Regions from separate parts of the Mus musculus genome. Here regions 2, 3, 4 and 5 are each linked to region 1. Evidence: chromatin contacts called from public HiChIP or PLAC-seq, capture Hi-C and promoter capture Hi-C data. All regions are on one chromosome and are shown on one strand. Each heading gives the region's core, a stretch centred on a gene start, on an enhancer-like site or on the middle of the called end of the contact. The rest is flanking DNA. Distances are from core to core; before and after follow the strand shown.

What was found. Promoter capture Hi-C pulls out the DNA fragments that hold promoters and counts their contacts. HiChIP or PLAC-seq counts read pairs in DNA pulled down with a chosen protein or histone mark. Capture Hi-C pulls out chosen DNA fragments and counts their contacts.
Region 2: a contact with region 1 is called in a promoter capture Hi-C map of trophoblast stem cells, with 2.8 times the contacts expected there. The contact joins the enhancer-like site here to the promoter of Tex48 in region 1. A contact is called at or near these places in 7 of 39 promoter capture datasets (the 3T3-L1 cell line, cranial neural crest, embryonic stem cells and 2 more) and 1 of 484 Hi-C or Micro-C datasets (the 3T3-L1 cell line).
Region 3: a contact with region 1 is called in a promoter capture Hi-C map of embryonic stem cells, with 2.0 times the contacts expected there. The contact joins the promoter of Orm2 here to the promoter of Tex48 in region 1. A contact is called at or near these places in 13 of 39 promoter capture datasets (the 3T3-L1 cell line, the HPC-7 cell line, HPC-7-derived erythroid cells and 6 more), 2 of 15 datasets of contacts at CTCF or cohesin (embryonic stem cells and large pre-B cells), 3 of 484 Hi-C or Micro-C datasets (embryonic stem cells and myocytes), 1 of 115 datasets of contacts at active chromatin or transcription factors (large pre-B cells) and 3 of 9 other capture datasets (adipose tissue, embryonic stem cells and liver).
Region 4: a contact with region 1 is called in a BATF HiChIP or PLAC-seq map of CD8 T cells, with 15 read pairs. The contact joins the enhancer-like site here to the promoter of Tex48 in region 1. A contact is called at or near these places in 7 of 39 promoter capture datasets (the C10 cell line, the HPC-7 cell line, HPC-7-derived erythroid cells and 3 more), 1 of 15 datasets of contacts at CTCF or cohesin (the NIH/3T3 cell line), 2 of 484 Hi-C or Micro-C datasets (LSK cells and nephron progenitors), 4 of 115 datasets of contacts at active chromatin or transcription factors (CD8 T cells, astrocytes, effector CD8 T cells and 1 more) and 3 of 9 other capture datasets (adipose tissue, liver and macrophages).
Region 5: a capture Hi-C map of embryonic stem cells shows a contact between it and region 1, with 2.5 times the contacts expected there. The contact joins the promoter of Tnc here to the promoter of Tex48 in region 1. A contact is called at or near these places in 1 of 39 promoter capture datasets (stem cell-derived epiblast-like cells), 1 of 484 Hi-C or Micro-C datasets (nephron progenitors) and 2 of 9 other capture datasets (embryonic stem cells and liver).

What each region holds. Positions count from the first base shown.
Region 1 is chr4:63,621,182-63,623,881 of GRCm38.p6, reverse strand. It overlaps Tex48 (testis expressed 48), which reads left to right and starts at 1,449. Exons shown (of 5, transcript NM_029324.3): 1 at 1,449-1,476.
Region 2 is chr4:64,082,737-64,085,529 of GRCm38.p6, reverse strand. The region is part of intron 5 of 8030451A03Rik (a long non-coding RNA gene); the gene reads right to left. Among named protein-coding and RNA genes, the nearest start is that of Tnc, 37 kb to the right of the region's middle. Within about 2 kb of position 1,414, at least 25 of the 459 cell types and tissues checked have an H3K27ac peak or open chromatin away from gene starts, as enhancers often do. A contact at or near this core is called in trophoblast stem cells, where this site is marked.
Region 3 is chr4:63,361,163-63,363,945 of GRCm38.p6, reverse strand. Orm2 (orosomucoid 2) reads right to left here and starts at 1,497. Exons shown (of 6, transcript NM_011016.2): 1 at 1,343-1,497; 2 at 860-1,002; 3 at 582-652; 4 at 1-28. The coding sequence starts at 1,459.
Region 4 is chr4:63,897,772-63,900,523 of GRCm38.p6, reverse strand. No RefSeq gene overlaps it. Among named protein-coding and RNA genes, the nearest start is that of Tnfsf8, 38 kb to the right of the region's middle. Within about 2 kb of position 1,278, at least 52 of the 459 cell types and tissues checked have an H3K27ac peak or open chromatin away from gene starts, as enhancers often do. A contact at or near this core is called in CD8 T cells, LSK cells and effector CD8 T cells, where this site is marked.
Region 5 is chr4:64,045,612-64,048,336 of GRCm38.p6, reverse strand. Tnc (tenascin C) reads left to right here and starts at 1,401. Exons shown (of 27, transcript NM_001369211.1): 1 at 1,401-1,588. The region is part of intron 4 of 8030451A03Rik (a long non-coding RNA gene); the gene reads right to left.

The sequences.
Region 1 (2,700 bases), core at 200-2,699:
ACACAAAGATTCCCCTGCCTCTCAGAGTCCTAGGGTTAAAGGCATGTGCCATTATATTCAGTTTATCATTACATTTGAGACAAGGTCTCTACTGGCCTGGAGCACACCAATTAGGCTAGACTAATCAGCCAGCAAGCTCTTTCTTCACTTCCAGTACTGGGATTAAAAAATGCACAACCACACCCAGAATTCTTTTCAAAGTAAATCGACTTACTTTGGGTTAAAAAGTTCCAATACTAAGGGTTTTTTTCTAGGCAACAAATGACTGTTGAGGGAGAATTAGCCTCCCCTAGAGAAGAGCCCTTAACTGTTTATCCAACGCAAGATGGTCAGCCCTAAAACCATATGTACACAAACAGCAAAAAAAGAATAGACTCAGCATATAGTATGTATATATTTGTGCATGCCTACACATATAGCAACATATTGCATAAGTCCTAGGAATTGAACCCAGATCCTCATGCATGCACAGCAGGCATTTTATCAACTGAGCCATCTTACCAGCCCCAACTTAATACATCCTGATTACACAAAGAAATCACCAGGAAAGCTTTGAAACCATACTGGTACCCAGTGTCTAGAGTCCCTGAGATTCTGACTTGTTTAGGAATGGACCCCAGACAGTCCAAGTTTCAACAACAGTACAAGGGAAGATGATTGGCAGCCAGACCCGAGACTCTTCAGTGCTCCTATGAAGAAGCAGTGAGTGCTACTTGCCACTGGTACTTTTAAAGTTGCTTAACCCCCATCACCCACCAGCACATAAGTCCAGCACTGACTTCCATTTGTTTCCATCTTCTGTTATACCATGACCTCTACATGCATCCAAAGACAATGCTGATAGAGGGGTTTCACCTAACGTGACTCCCCCAAATAGCACCAAGATGTTCCAAGTGGGGAACTGAAAGCCCACCCCATAGGGTGAGGAAATTTCTAGGAATCCATCAGGAATCAATTCCTCTTTTTCTGGAAGATGGGTTGGGAAGAAATGTCACTTGTTTTTACACATTGCCACCACTCCCCTTCTGTGGAGTTGTTACTACAGCATCCAGGCACCTGCCCAGTGCTTACAACTCTGATGTCATTTCATCCTGGAAATACATGGAGGACACATAACTATTATTCCTATTTTACAGAAGGACAGCTGAGGCATAAAGTCCATCTCCCTGAGGTTAATAGCCAGATACATTAGGAGACAGACCCTGCCCCATGCTTTCTCGTGTAGTGCTGTAGCGCCCCCTTCTGGCCTGACACCCTCAAAGTATTCCACACAGACAGAAGAACTTGGATTTCTGTTGCTCTGAGGGACAGCAATGGTGGACAGCTTGGCATCACACACAGAAAGATGGATCATGATAGGAAGGGTCAGCAGGTCACAATAGCCTCTTTCCTCCCCGCCTTATGGTCTAGTCCAAAAGCCGGGTCACTAACGTTCTCTGTGACATCACAGCCTCCTTTCCTCTCTGCCAGCAACAAGTAAGTGGGGCTCAAAGGTAAGGCCTAAGGGTGGGAGGGGTGACATTCCCTGCACCAAAGGGATGGCAGTGTCCCCACACTGGTGGAGACCTATTCATTTGCTACCAGCATCAGACACAATCCTTCCTTGGCCTCTACCCTCAGTTTCTCTCTGCCTACCACATCCCCACAACAGTGATGAATGACCCTAAGTGACTCCTCCAGCTCTAGAATCCTGCCTGCTTCACCTTAGTGACCTTGCTTCACCTGGTCAGCATGTTCTGAAGTCTCCGGAGACCTGAAACTTAAATAGGACAGGACAAACCAAGAGCCTCTTCTTTGACTCTTGTCCCCATCTAGAGATGGGTCATAGTACTGCATGAAAGTCTCCGCCCTCCTCCACTTCAACACCAGCATCTCTTACATTCTGAGGCTTCACAGCATGCCAGAAAGCTGTGCAGGCCACTTTCCATTGCTCTGAGTCTTCACATGCCACTTTGCTTTGCTTTGCTTTGCTTTGCTTTGCTTTGCTTTGCTTTGCTTTGCTTTGCTTTGCTTTGCTTTGGGATTTCCAGGTTACAGATCAAAGAGCTGAGGTTTTAAGACGCTATATATTATTTTTCTATGAAATAATCATAAAGAGTTATACCCCAAGGGATTAGGGATGTAGCTCTGTTGGTAGAAGGCTTGCTTGGCCTGTATGAAGACCCAGGCTCCATCCCCAGTACCACATAAACTAGGGATGGTGGCCTCCACCTTTAATGCAAGCACTTGGGTGGTAGAAGTAGGAGGTTCAGAAATTTGGGGTCATTCTTGCAATATGGAGTCCAAGGCCAGCCTGAGCTACATAAGACCCTGCCTCAGAAAAATATTTACTTTCCAGATAATGCTCTTGTGAGTTGCCGGTTTCCCTAAAAGATTTCCCAATTCTGGAGAGTAGGCAATTTACAACTGCCTATCATCAGGATTTCCAGGTAAAGATATGAAGAGCACAGCAGCCTTCATAGAACCCCATTCCAAGTTCCTGAAGCACAGCCAGTGGCTGTGATCTCCAAGGCCTATAGCTAAAAGGGACAAGGGCACAATGCAGTGTACGTTTAAGGGAGAGGGAGTTTGAGTACTTGTGTTTTCTTGTATGTGCATAAGCTATTTGGAGGAAAGGTTCCTGTTTGACATGTGGCACAGAAATGGAGTTTGTTTCCAGTTAAATGGAGAGCTGTGTTTTCACCACAGATAGAAGAGAGC
Region 2 (2,793 bases), core at 165-2,664, 460 kb before region 1:
TGCAAATGAGATGTGCAGACCCACAGCTATTAACATGAAATGGTTCTGTTATTAACAAATATAAAAGAATAGACAAAGAAAAAGAAATCAAGATGGCGGCTTTGGCATTGGGGTCATACTTGACAAATGAGTCCAGTTTCCTTTGTAGTTCCCACCATAAAATGATAAAATAAAATGAAAAACAGATTGGCAGTGATAACCAAAAAAAAAAAAAAAAAAAGAAAAGAAAAATGGGTTGTTTAGTTTTGGAACATCAACTTTTACCATCTTCTTTTATTATCTAACTCCTCTTTGTCCTTTAAGACATGGGTCATTCCTTACATTCATCCTTAAACCTCACTCTGATCATAAAAGTAAGATTCCCTTCAGCCACATCAATAAAGCAAATGACATTTATTTTCTATAAATGGCTCATTACATTATGCCCATACTTCCTAAATTCTGGCATATGCTCTGTTGAGATATTTGATTTTCAAAGATATATGGTAGCTATTCAATTAGATCTGTATTTGTGTACATTTTAAGCTTTAAAATGGGGGTGAATGTAAACATCCATCATGTAGAATTTCAGCCACAGATCTTCTGGATCTAGCATGTATTTCATTCTGTTGGATATCTTCACACCCAAGACACTCCATAAGAATAATTTGTAGTTGAATAACACTGGCAATTTTCTAAAATAATTTCACCAAAAGTCACCTGCTATCTCCCATTCTTCACCTTGGCATTGAATTTGAACTAGACATTTGCCTTGCTTGGCTTCTGTGAAGGCCTTTTGCATATCTGAACTGTCCTTATCCCAGTAAGCCCTCTCCTACCCAAGAGCTGGGACATCCAGGAAGCCAATGCATATTTCATTGTATGAAAGGATCTAAGAGAGCCAGACCTGGGTTTAAAGCCCAACCATACAGATGTTGAATGAAGAAAGAAGGGGCGCATAGTCTCTGAAGAATGGAAACTGAAATAGTACCTACTTTATAGGACCATGAAGGTTGGTCAAACCAACACACACAACATGCATAGCACATTAGCTGCCATGTTCACAAAGAAAAATACAAAAACAGAAAACAAACAAACAAAGCCATGAGCTGTCACTATAAAGCTAATCAAGAAAGAAGCAAATTGGTTGATCCCTCCATCAAAGCCCGTACTCACTGTGAAATTTCGCAAAGTATAAACAGTGTTTTGGCAACCCAGAATAGAAATGAGGGATTATAAAAGGCATAATGTGGATGAAAATTAGGTAAGTCAAAATTCAAATCTGAAAGTCAGTTTGTTACCTCGTGGAACATGTCTCTGTTGGATAATCAAGTAACTCCATTTGGAGAAATAATTGTCCCACAGACTGGAACCAAAAGTGACTCACAGGAAATGGGGGCGGACTCTACATTGCCGTCAAGAGCACTTCCTGGTCACACTATGAGGTTTTCCCTGGGATGAGCTCACAGGAGGACTAAGAATTTGCTGCCTACCACAGACAAGCTGAACAGCTGCAGTTCATTTTCAATTCCTGTCAAGGAAGTTGGATGAAAGAACTGGGGTAGGAATTTAGGATGTGACATTGAGAGATGCCGTGTTCACTAGGGGGCCATGGAAACCAATTTGGTACAGATTCATTCTTGATTCCCAGGATGAAACATGAGGTAGGAATTCCTCGCTATGAAGACAGAGATAAGCCAATCCAGAAAAGCATTCCTTCTCTTTCAATTTGGAGCTGGTGATGAGACACCTGGGCTGTGTCTGACATATGACTGGGTTCTTGCTATCTCCAGCTAACTTTCCAGGTACGTTTTTATAAGTGTGTCTGCCTTCTCTGGTCTTTACTTGGTACCAGTTCTAACAGGAATGAATTTGGGCTACTCTCAGGCTCACTCAGGACTTAAATGCATCGTCATAAAGAAAAATAAGTGACTACTATTAGGGCTTTAAGGAATCCAATGAATGATATTCCTTTCTCCTTCTACCCTCAAAGTTAGAATATACTATGAAAGTTGAAATTAGAGTTACATTTAAACAAAAATAAGTAAATTGTCAGTATCATTAGAAAAAAAATTTTTTTGTAAAATCATGACTTTATAGTGCTGCACCTGAAACTAGTGTATAAAAACACCTTGCAACAGAGTATCCTTTCCAATCTATATCTCTATTCCAACCACATGGAAGGAAGCAGATCAGAACCCAGCTTCTCCTAAAGCTGATTCAGAAAAGAGAGGTGGGCCAGCTAGACAATGCTTATACAGCTTAAGTCAGACCAGAACCAACTGGTAATGCTCAGATGGCTGAGTCTGTCCAGAGTGTCCTATTCAGTAAGCCTGGGTTGGGTCTCAAAGTCTGCATTTCTAATCCATAGGCTGGTTATAGCAACTCTGACGACCCTAGAAACATGAAAGACTTCTTCACAGCTAATCAAACAGCTCAGTAACTTCCCTGCTAACTAAATCACTCCTTTCATGTTGGGGGCTAGGGTAAGGGTGGGAGCACAGAAAAAGATCAAAAAGCTCCAAAACCTGGAGGGACTTAGAAGGGACATCTAGCCTACATCCCTTCAAGAAGAGTGAGAGATGGGTGTACACGCCCAGCCGCCAGCAGCTATAACATTTTTCATGGGACTTGCTTAGTCATAAATTACTTACTGATTTATTGGAGAAAATCTTTTTTAAAAGGATTTTAATTGTGCTTCACTGTCTCAACTGTAGCAATACAAGCAATAGTTTCCAAAAATAGGCATTTAGTCCTTCCAATTAAAACAAAGCTTGCTCGTTTTCAATATTTCTGCCTATGATAAAAAGAATA
Region 3 (2,783 bases), core at 248-2,747, 260 kb after region 1:
AGGTCTGCAAAGATTTTTACTCCTCCTACTGCAGGATGAAGGGCTTTGTGAGTCACTAGAATGATGCTGTGGTCCCCATCCCCAAGGGAAGGAAGCACATAGCTATGGACAAGTGCCTGAGGCTCCCTGTGGCTGCCATGTGCTCAGCCTCTGTTGGATGCAGCCTCACTTCTCATTCTTCATAAGTATGGAATGGCTGGGGCCTTGGAAAGGGCCCTTGGTGGTGTGGCATAGTTAACACTTCCCCTTAAACATTAAAACATTGGCTTAGGGACAATTAAAACCTAAGAGTATCTAATCTGGCCCACCAGTATTCAGTTGCCCTCCCCCCATGCTGTCCCTGGTGACCTGGGGATTTGGCTGAAGTCACTGGTTTCCCAAACCATGGGTTTCCCCTCTGAGCTCACAAAAGATCATAAGAATGGTCAAAGCAAGTCTGTCCTGGCAGCTGGACTCCAGTTTGAAATCTACGTCCACTTACAAGCCTCAGAGAGTGACTTCACAGACCTAACTCCCCTGTTCTGCTGCCCCCTTGTACCCTTGCAATACGCTCCCAGAAAGCCGTGAGTTCCAACCCTTACCATACTTGGAGAGGGTCCCATTCTCTCTCTGGATTCCTAGATGAGTGGAGTTATAGACACAGTGGTCATCTCTAGAAAGCAAAGAGACAGAGGACAACTGATGGAGAGGTGATCTGACTAAACTGGGGTGGGGAGTGGGCAAGAGGCAGGTAAACAAGAAAGCTGTCCCCATTCCAGAAGGTGGGTGGGGAGGCCAGGCAGATCCAGTTTGCTCAGGTCTCTAGGCATCTGGGAGTGGAGGCCAGGGCCAGGGTGGGCTGGCTGTTACAAGAACTCACATGGTGTGATACTCTCGAAGCTCCATCGTGTCATTTATCAAGTTGGGGGTAAGGTTAAAAAATACCATCTGCGTCTTTTGAATTTCCTGCCGGTAATCAGGGTTTAGGACAGCCGCACCAATGAAAAACCATTTGTCAGAGAGCTGGGGAGAAGCAGGCACACAGATGAGTAGGGCTTGTAGTATGAACATTGCACTCAGCCGTGCTGTGGGGCAAGCAAGCAATGGCTTCTGAACCATACATGGGAAGACTGAAGCTCAAATGGGCAACTCAAAAATCAGCCATCCTACTGCTCTGTCCCCTGCTGAGAGACCTCAGAGTGATGCTTCTGGGTTTGGAGGCAGGGGGTGCCACCAGGTCTCCAGGAGAGGAAAGGGCAGTACCAGGAGCCCAGAGATGAGCACAGACATCAGGGAAGGGAAAGCCCAGAGGAAAGAGTAGCCTCCTTAAGTGCTCACGTCCAAGTCCTGGGCAGGCACTTACCCAGCTCAGGGTCTCATTGGTGATAGGGTCGCCTATGGTGATGTTGACATGTTCTGGGTTCTGAGCTTCCAACAGCGGCAGGAGGCTCACCATGACAAGAATCATGTGCAGTGCCATGCTTAGGACACTCAGAGGCACCAGGGCTTGGAAGAGATAACTGGTGGATGGAGGGTACAGTGGCTTTTATAATAGATGTGGCGAGGGCATGGGACTGCAGCCAGGGCCTCTAGAGCCCTGGCACATTCTCCCCAGCACTTGGGAAATGTCTTGCGCAAAATGTTCTCTCAAGCCAGCTTTGTGCAGCTCCCTCGGCCAGCCGGCCCTGACACAGACTCCTGCCCTACACCAGAGTGGCTGATTCATGGTCAAGGTGGATACTGGGCTAGCCTGATAATACTTAGATCCCAGTCATGGGTCCCATACCTGTCTTATCCCATGAAGCTGCCTAGCAGGAGTGAGACCTATTCGTTTATCACCCCTCCAAGGGGGCTATGAAGGGGTCCCTGGTCAGGGTTCATAGTGAACTTAGAAGACACTTAGGGGCTCAAGTTAAGGGCCAAGGACAAAGATGGATTAGTTTCCAAAGGAGTGTGATGTTCCTGGGGACCCCTATACAGCCTAGAGGCAGCCGAATGCCCAAAAAAGAGGGGTGAATCTGAGTTGAAAATGTAGTTCAGCAAAGCTCCCAGTATTTACAGCAGGAAAGGATCTGTCTAGAATAGTGTGTGCCCAATCCAGGGTCTGTGCACAGGATCCAGTAAATATCTGGTTCTAGTTCCTGCTTGATAGATATAGCCTGATCTTTGTCTACATAATGAACACTCTCGAAACGTATTGCTAGGGACAGGCCTGGTGACTCTTGCTGAGGCACGGAGTCATTGCTAGGAGTTTGAGATCACAGTGAGCTCTTTCAAAACATCAAAAGCACCAAACATATTAGAACACACTCACAGTTGAGTAATCTACTATTTCTCATGTTTCTGTGTAGTCAGGGTTTTTGTTTTAATGATAAGTAACTTGTCATTCACTTACTGTGTTCTAATTTCATGAGAACCTTCTTTTATCCTGTGGCATTTTGTATTTTATGTTTCCCCTCTTGATAAGTATTAGAGCAACATATTGCCTTTAAAAATTAGTCTACCAACAGAAAAGAAAACAAAACAAGACATGAATCACCTCCAGTATCATGTGTATAAATGTTTCTAATGGCATTATTCAAAGTAGCCACAAACCCCAAGCTCTTAAGTGCCTACCACCAGGAAAATGAGAAATGGGTTGTGACATTTCATGCAAGCATGGTGTTGCTTAGCAACAGAGAGAAATGAACGACTGATAGATTTGACCATACAAATGCAGCTCGACAACATTATTGCCAGCAGATCGCCCAGAGGTGGGGTTGTATGAGCCTGTTTACAGGGCGTTCTAGAGGCTCCAGACTAAT
Region 4 (2,752 bases), core at 29-2,528, 280 kb before region 1:
TCATCTCCTGCCCTTCTCCCTCTATCACCTCTCCAATATACTTTTGTTTTAAATGTGTATACTATAGAACTGAAATCATATGTGTAATGTTTTCATACTGACTCAGATATAAATAATGTTTCCTCATTCTTAATGTCAAAATCCTGTGAATGGAACATTTTTGTAATGTTTAAAAATAAAATCCAAAACATAAACACCTACAGTTTCCTCCCTTGAATTTTCAATGTACAGTAAATTGTTGCTGGTGTGTGTGTGAGTGTGTGTGTGTGTGTGTGTGTGTGTGTGTGTGTGTGTGTGTGTGTAACTATCAGTAGGAAAAAAGGAAAACTATCAAAACAGTTCAAAATTAAACATGACATCAGCAGCTACTAAGTGTAATCTTTCTCCCTCTCCTTCTACCTCTTCCTCTCCCCTTCCCATTCCTCTCTTTCTCGATCCCTGTCTTTGTCTCTCTTTTTGTCTTTCTGTCTGTGTGTGTGTGTGTGTGTGTGTGTGTGTTCATGTGCATGTATGAAGATAACCTTCTTATCCACATTTAAAATGAGACAATGAGGATTTGAAGAGACCAAGTTACAAGCCAGTAAGAAATAAAGAAGAGAGATTCAAACATAGGACTCATGCTTTTTTTTTCTGACAGATGAAATTAAAGAGACTCTATTGAGAAAGGAAAGAAAACAGTACCCAGAATCAACGAATACCCTCTTCTCAGCGAGAGCTCAAGACTCCTTGCCAGGGTGTTATAATCGTGGTATAGAACAGGCATGTCCACATTTCCTATGATTCAGTCCTGCCACGCTACTGTTCTTCACAAAATTAGACCACACTTAAGAAGAGGAAACCATAACAGGCTTGCAATTTCTTTTTCATATAAAACACATGTGCAAGCCCATAGGATGACATAGATTTTTATCATAATTTCAAGTAACAGAAATGTTGAGTGTGCAAACCATGAATTATGAATTCCAGAAACAAAACTTTCTTTGCTGGTTCTAGAGGCTTCTCACATACTGTTTCACAACCTACACACTCCACGCCTCCACTCCCAAGGTGTCTGCTTCCTCTTCCTCCCCTAGCCTAAGCCACGAACCCAACGTTATGCCAAACAGTATGGAGGGCATGCAGAAAAGAGCCTGAGCCCAGAGCGCAGAGCCCTTCCCTGTCCAGGGCACGTTAGAAAAATGCAGACTCTGCTTCTTTGTGGTTCTCTCAGGCTGAGCTGTTGAGCAAGAATGAGGAGAAAAGCAGGCAGGATGTGAGCCCCAGTTTTGTTCTGAGAATTTCTGCTGGGCCACAGATTTCTCTGGCTTGAACCATAGCGGTGGGCAGGGTAGAAAGTGTAACTGTCGAAAGTGTAGCCAGCGCTGTTGGAGAAACCATCCAAGTGAAAGCAGGAAGGGCGTCAGCCTCAGCCAGGAAGACGACCTGGCCCAGGCTAGATCCTGGTGAATGAGCACATCAATAGTCTTCACCCACATCTTATTGGCTCTCTGTGGTAATTATACCATCGTTCTAGGGTAGGCACTTGCCTTAGTGAGTTTCCCCCAAAGCAAACCTCAAACCTCTGAGTCTCAAGCTGACAAAATTTTACAGTCTGTACATACTTGTAGTGACTATGGGGGCTTATGCAGACCTGACTTCTGGGATTCTGGGTCTGCCAGTTGACAGCTACATGAACTTGAGAAAGTAACTACACCTCTTCCTGGCATTCTCTCCTTCAAAATCCTTCCCATAAACCCAGTTTCCACTACATGTTTGCTAATCATTTTTAATTGGATGTTGCCTTATTGCCCCAAATAGAAAAATAAAACCCTACTTATCCCCTGTGCTCCCCAAGTCTTTTGTGAGCGTCTCTGTTTGTGCCCGGTGAACCAGCAATGACTGAGAAGCTTCTCTAAGTCTCCATACCGGACCCTGCCTTAGGTGATCTTAATTGTTCCTCCGCCAACGCTCTGCGCTCCAGTTCATACCATCGTATCCCACCACATGAGACTCCTCGAAAACAGCCTCCATACCACAGACACACAAAAAAGTTCTTTCTGACTCATTTTGGCCAAGACAAACTACACTGTCACCTACACCAACGATGAGACAACACGCGTGAACTTTTAAGAGAGGCGAACTCACTGTGCTCAGCCTGGTACCCTTCATCATCTGAGTTCAGCTTTCTCTTCAGCCATCTTCTCCCAGACCATCTCCTGTCAAACCATTTCTTTAATAAACACACAGTTGTGGCTTAACTGTAGGGCATCTGCCTACACGAATGAAGCCCTAGGTTCAATCCCCACCCACTCTCCCATTCACACCACATGAAGTTATAGCATGCTTTCTTGAGTTGGTATGAAGGGTACCGTGGGTGAACAGGTGGACACAGGGTTATTATAGGGAAAAGCAGACAGATTTTAGGGAAGGCAACTCATGTACATGAACTTCTAGTTAAATGTGACAGCTTAAACATGAGCACTTCCCTTCTTGTTCACCTGAGACATTAAATCCTGTGGGAAAAAATGTCTTAAAGCGAAAGTGAATGGTCATGTTTAATTAGATTATAGAAGATGGGATAAATCGATGTATGGAAAATGGTTGACAATAAAGAAGAGTTAATTTAAAGACCCCAGAGGAATATACTGAACAAATTACTCAACGTATCCAAGGTTCCCAGAGATCTGATGCCACAGAAGGAAGGAACAAGACATGAACATAGGAAAGCTGAAGCCCATAGCTATCTTCTGCCTTCAGATGCAGAAAGTCCAGC
Region 5 (2,725 bases), core at 152-2,651, 420 kb before region 1:
GGCTGTTCCTGATGTCTGAGCGGTGTGTGTGTGTGTGTGTGTGGGGGGGGGGGGGATAGGGAACACTTAAGCAGGCAGTCTTCGAGTCCTGGAATCGGTGCCACCCTAGGGATAGCCTAATTTTGTCTTGCTTTATTCTCCCAGGGAGATTGAAACTAAATGTTATGAGAAAGGCTGAAGGATGGTATCAATCAGTAAGTGGATGGTTGAAATTTCCGATAATAGTTGTTAATTAAAACATCAGAAGTCTCTTCTAAATTACAGAACAAAGAGATGCATTTTCCACAGTCCAGCAAAGCAGCTGTGTCTGTTGTCATGGGTGACAGTTTCCTACTTAAGCATCACTCACTGTTTCTGGTCACCAATGTGTCATGGAGCCATGAATTCTAAGTGCTTCCCAGGCACAATTCCTTGATGGCATTAAACTGCTTCTCTAAATTGCAGGGTATAAGCACTGTCCCAAACAAGCCCAGAAGTACCGTGAGCTGAGCTTGGCCCCAGGTGCCTTGGGGATACTTTAACATGCTAAATGAGGACTTCAACCTAAATAGTGTTACCTTTTGAAATATATTAGTGCTTCTCTAAGAAAAAAAAAAAAAAGTCTTCACTCAGCACCTAGGTACACTGAGAGCTCAGGAGTACACCCTGAGCTAAGTACTACACCCTACTTAGTAGACCCTACTAAGTAGAAAGCACTTAGTATGTGGCATAAACAATGTCAAAAAGTGACTCCTGAGGGGACATTGGGATCTGGATAAAGATTCCTCCAGGCAGCTGGGCACCGCTGGGTCCTGCTTCAGAAAAGCTCACTTTTCTAAGCTCCCAGTATGGTTCCCACCTGCTGAGAACTAATCTTGGGTTATCTCCAAGCTGGCCAAGAGAAACCTGAACTGCCCCGGGCTTGCTCAACTCTCCTCGATCTCCTCTTTCCAGGAACTCAGGTTCAGCCCTCAGGCTTTCTCCGAGGTGCCACCCCGCAGCTGCTGCCCAGAGCCTGAGGGAACCCAGGTCGTGTTTCCAGCTTGCTCTAGTCCAGGAGCAGCGCCAGGATCCAGTTCCCTCATATCCCAGTTCCCAAGGCTTCTGTTTCACAATTAGAATACTCATTTGTGGAGCAATGCAAAAATCACACTTCACTAACAACTACTCTGCGGGGGCGGAGGGAGCTGAAATTCCTACTTTTTTTTTTCTTCACTATAAATTGTATGCAAATGGTCCGTTAGCTGGCGGCGCGCCTGGAGTGAGTGCGTCTTTCATGAGCTAACCCTGTTCCGCTGGGAGGGCTGTGCCTTTAACTCACCAACTGAAAAAAAAAAAAGTGGGAAAGGATGTCTGGAGGCGAGGCGTCCCATTACAGAGGAAGGAGCTCCCTATATAAGCCTGCCAAAGCTGGCTGCTCCGGCCACAGCCTGCCTACTGTCACGCGTCTCTCCCGCGCGCAGACACACACCCTAGCCTCTGGTGGGCACAGACAGTGGCTGGGAAGACGCTAGGGACCGCGCGCTTGGGAACTCGTTGTGGCTTAACCCAGGTACTTCTTCACGGAGCTGGTGCACCCAGAGACTTTGCTTTTCCCGACCTGGAAAAGGTGAGTCTGTTGATCCCATCACCCAGGATCTTTCTGGTGTGCTCCTGGCATTCCCGGTACCCAGTAAGATGTGGGTTTGTAACTATAAAACTTTTGTTTAATTTCCAAGCCCGGTGTGATCAGATGCGGCCCGATTATTCTGTGCTTGCCCTCCTGCGGTCATGTATTTGGTATGGATCTGTCAATAGTCAGAGGAACTCAGGGAACTTTTGGTAAAGTTTTGTCTCTGCCTTTCTTTGGAGGAAATGTCTTACTTTAACTCTTACCCTTTTACCTCGTTGATTCTCACCTGTGGATTTTCCCCTTTTGGAGCGTTAGAGAAGTTGCATTTTAAAGTGGCATTCACTCACAGCACTTGGGTGGGATGAGTACCACGTACCCGTAGTAGGGAGAACACAACCGTGCATCTACACAGTCTCAGCACTTGACAGTTTTCGTTCCCCTCTTGTCCCATTTGATCCTCAGTGTCCACTCTGGGGAAAGATAAGAGCTGGATACCAGAGCTAGGAGATGAGTTCTGGGCACGGATGAAAAGCCCACAGGCTGTAAGATGAAACTGGTGGGCACGTCTGTGGGTTCTTGAAGCAGGGTGCCATCCTCCTGATTCAGAGACCTCAGGTGGGGCATGTGTAGAAGGTTTGGAGGCATCTGAACCCCATATTGCTCCCAAATCGGCCTCCCTCCTGACACTTTATCCCAGAACCCCAGTAACATATTCCCTTCCCTGGTGAACTTTGGAAAGAGCACAGAGATTCCTCTATGCCATCGTTGTGACAGGGGGAATAAGAGGTTGGGGTTTGACCCTAGAAGTGGCTTGGGCATTCCCACTAGTGCCACTACAACATAAATGTGTCAGGAAAATATGTAACTTCTATGGACCTTAGTTTCCACTTCTCTAAAGTGGGGACAGCAGCTCCCCTTATAATGAGGAGCGAATGAGGAACAAAAAAGATCAAATCAGCAACTGGGCAATCTCTGTCATGGCCCAAAGCTGCCAACACCCTGGACGTGAAAAGCGGGGCCTCTTAACCCAGTTTTTCAGTGTGTCTGCTTACCCCCAAAGCCTCTGCCTTCTTATCTTGCCCAATCTGAGACAGCCTGCTAGCCTGGCACGTAGTGTTTTACAAGCAAGGGGTG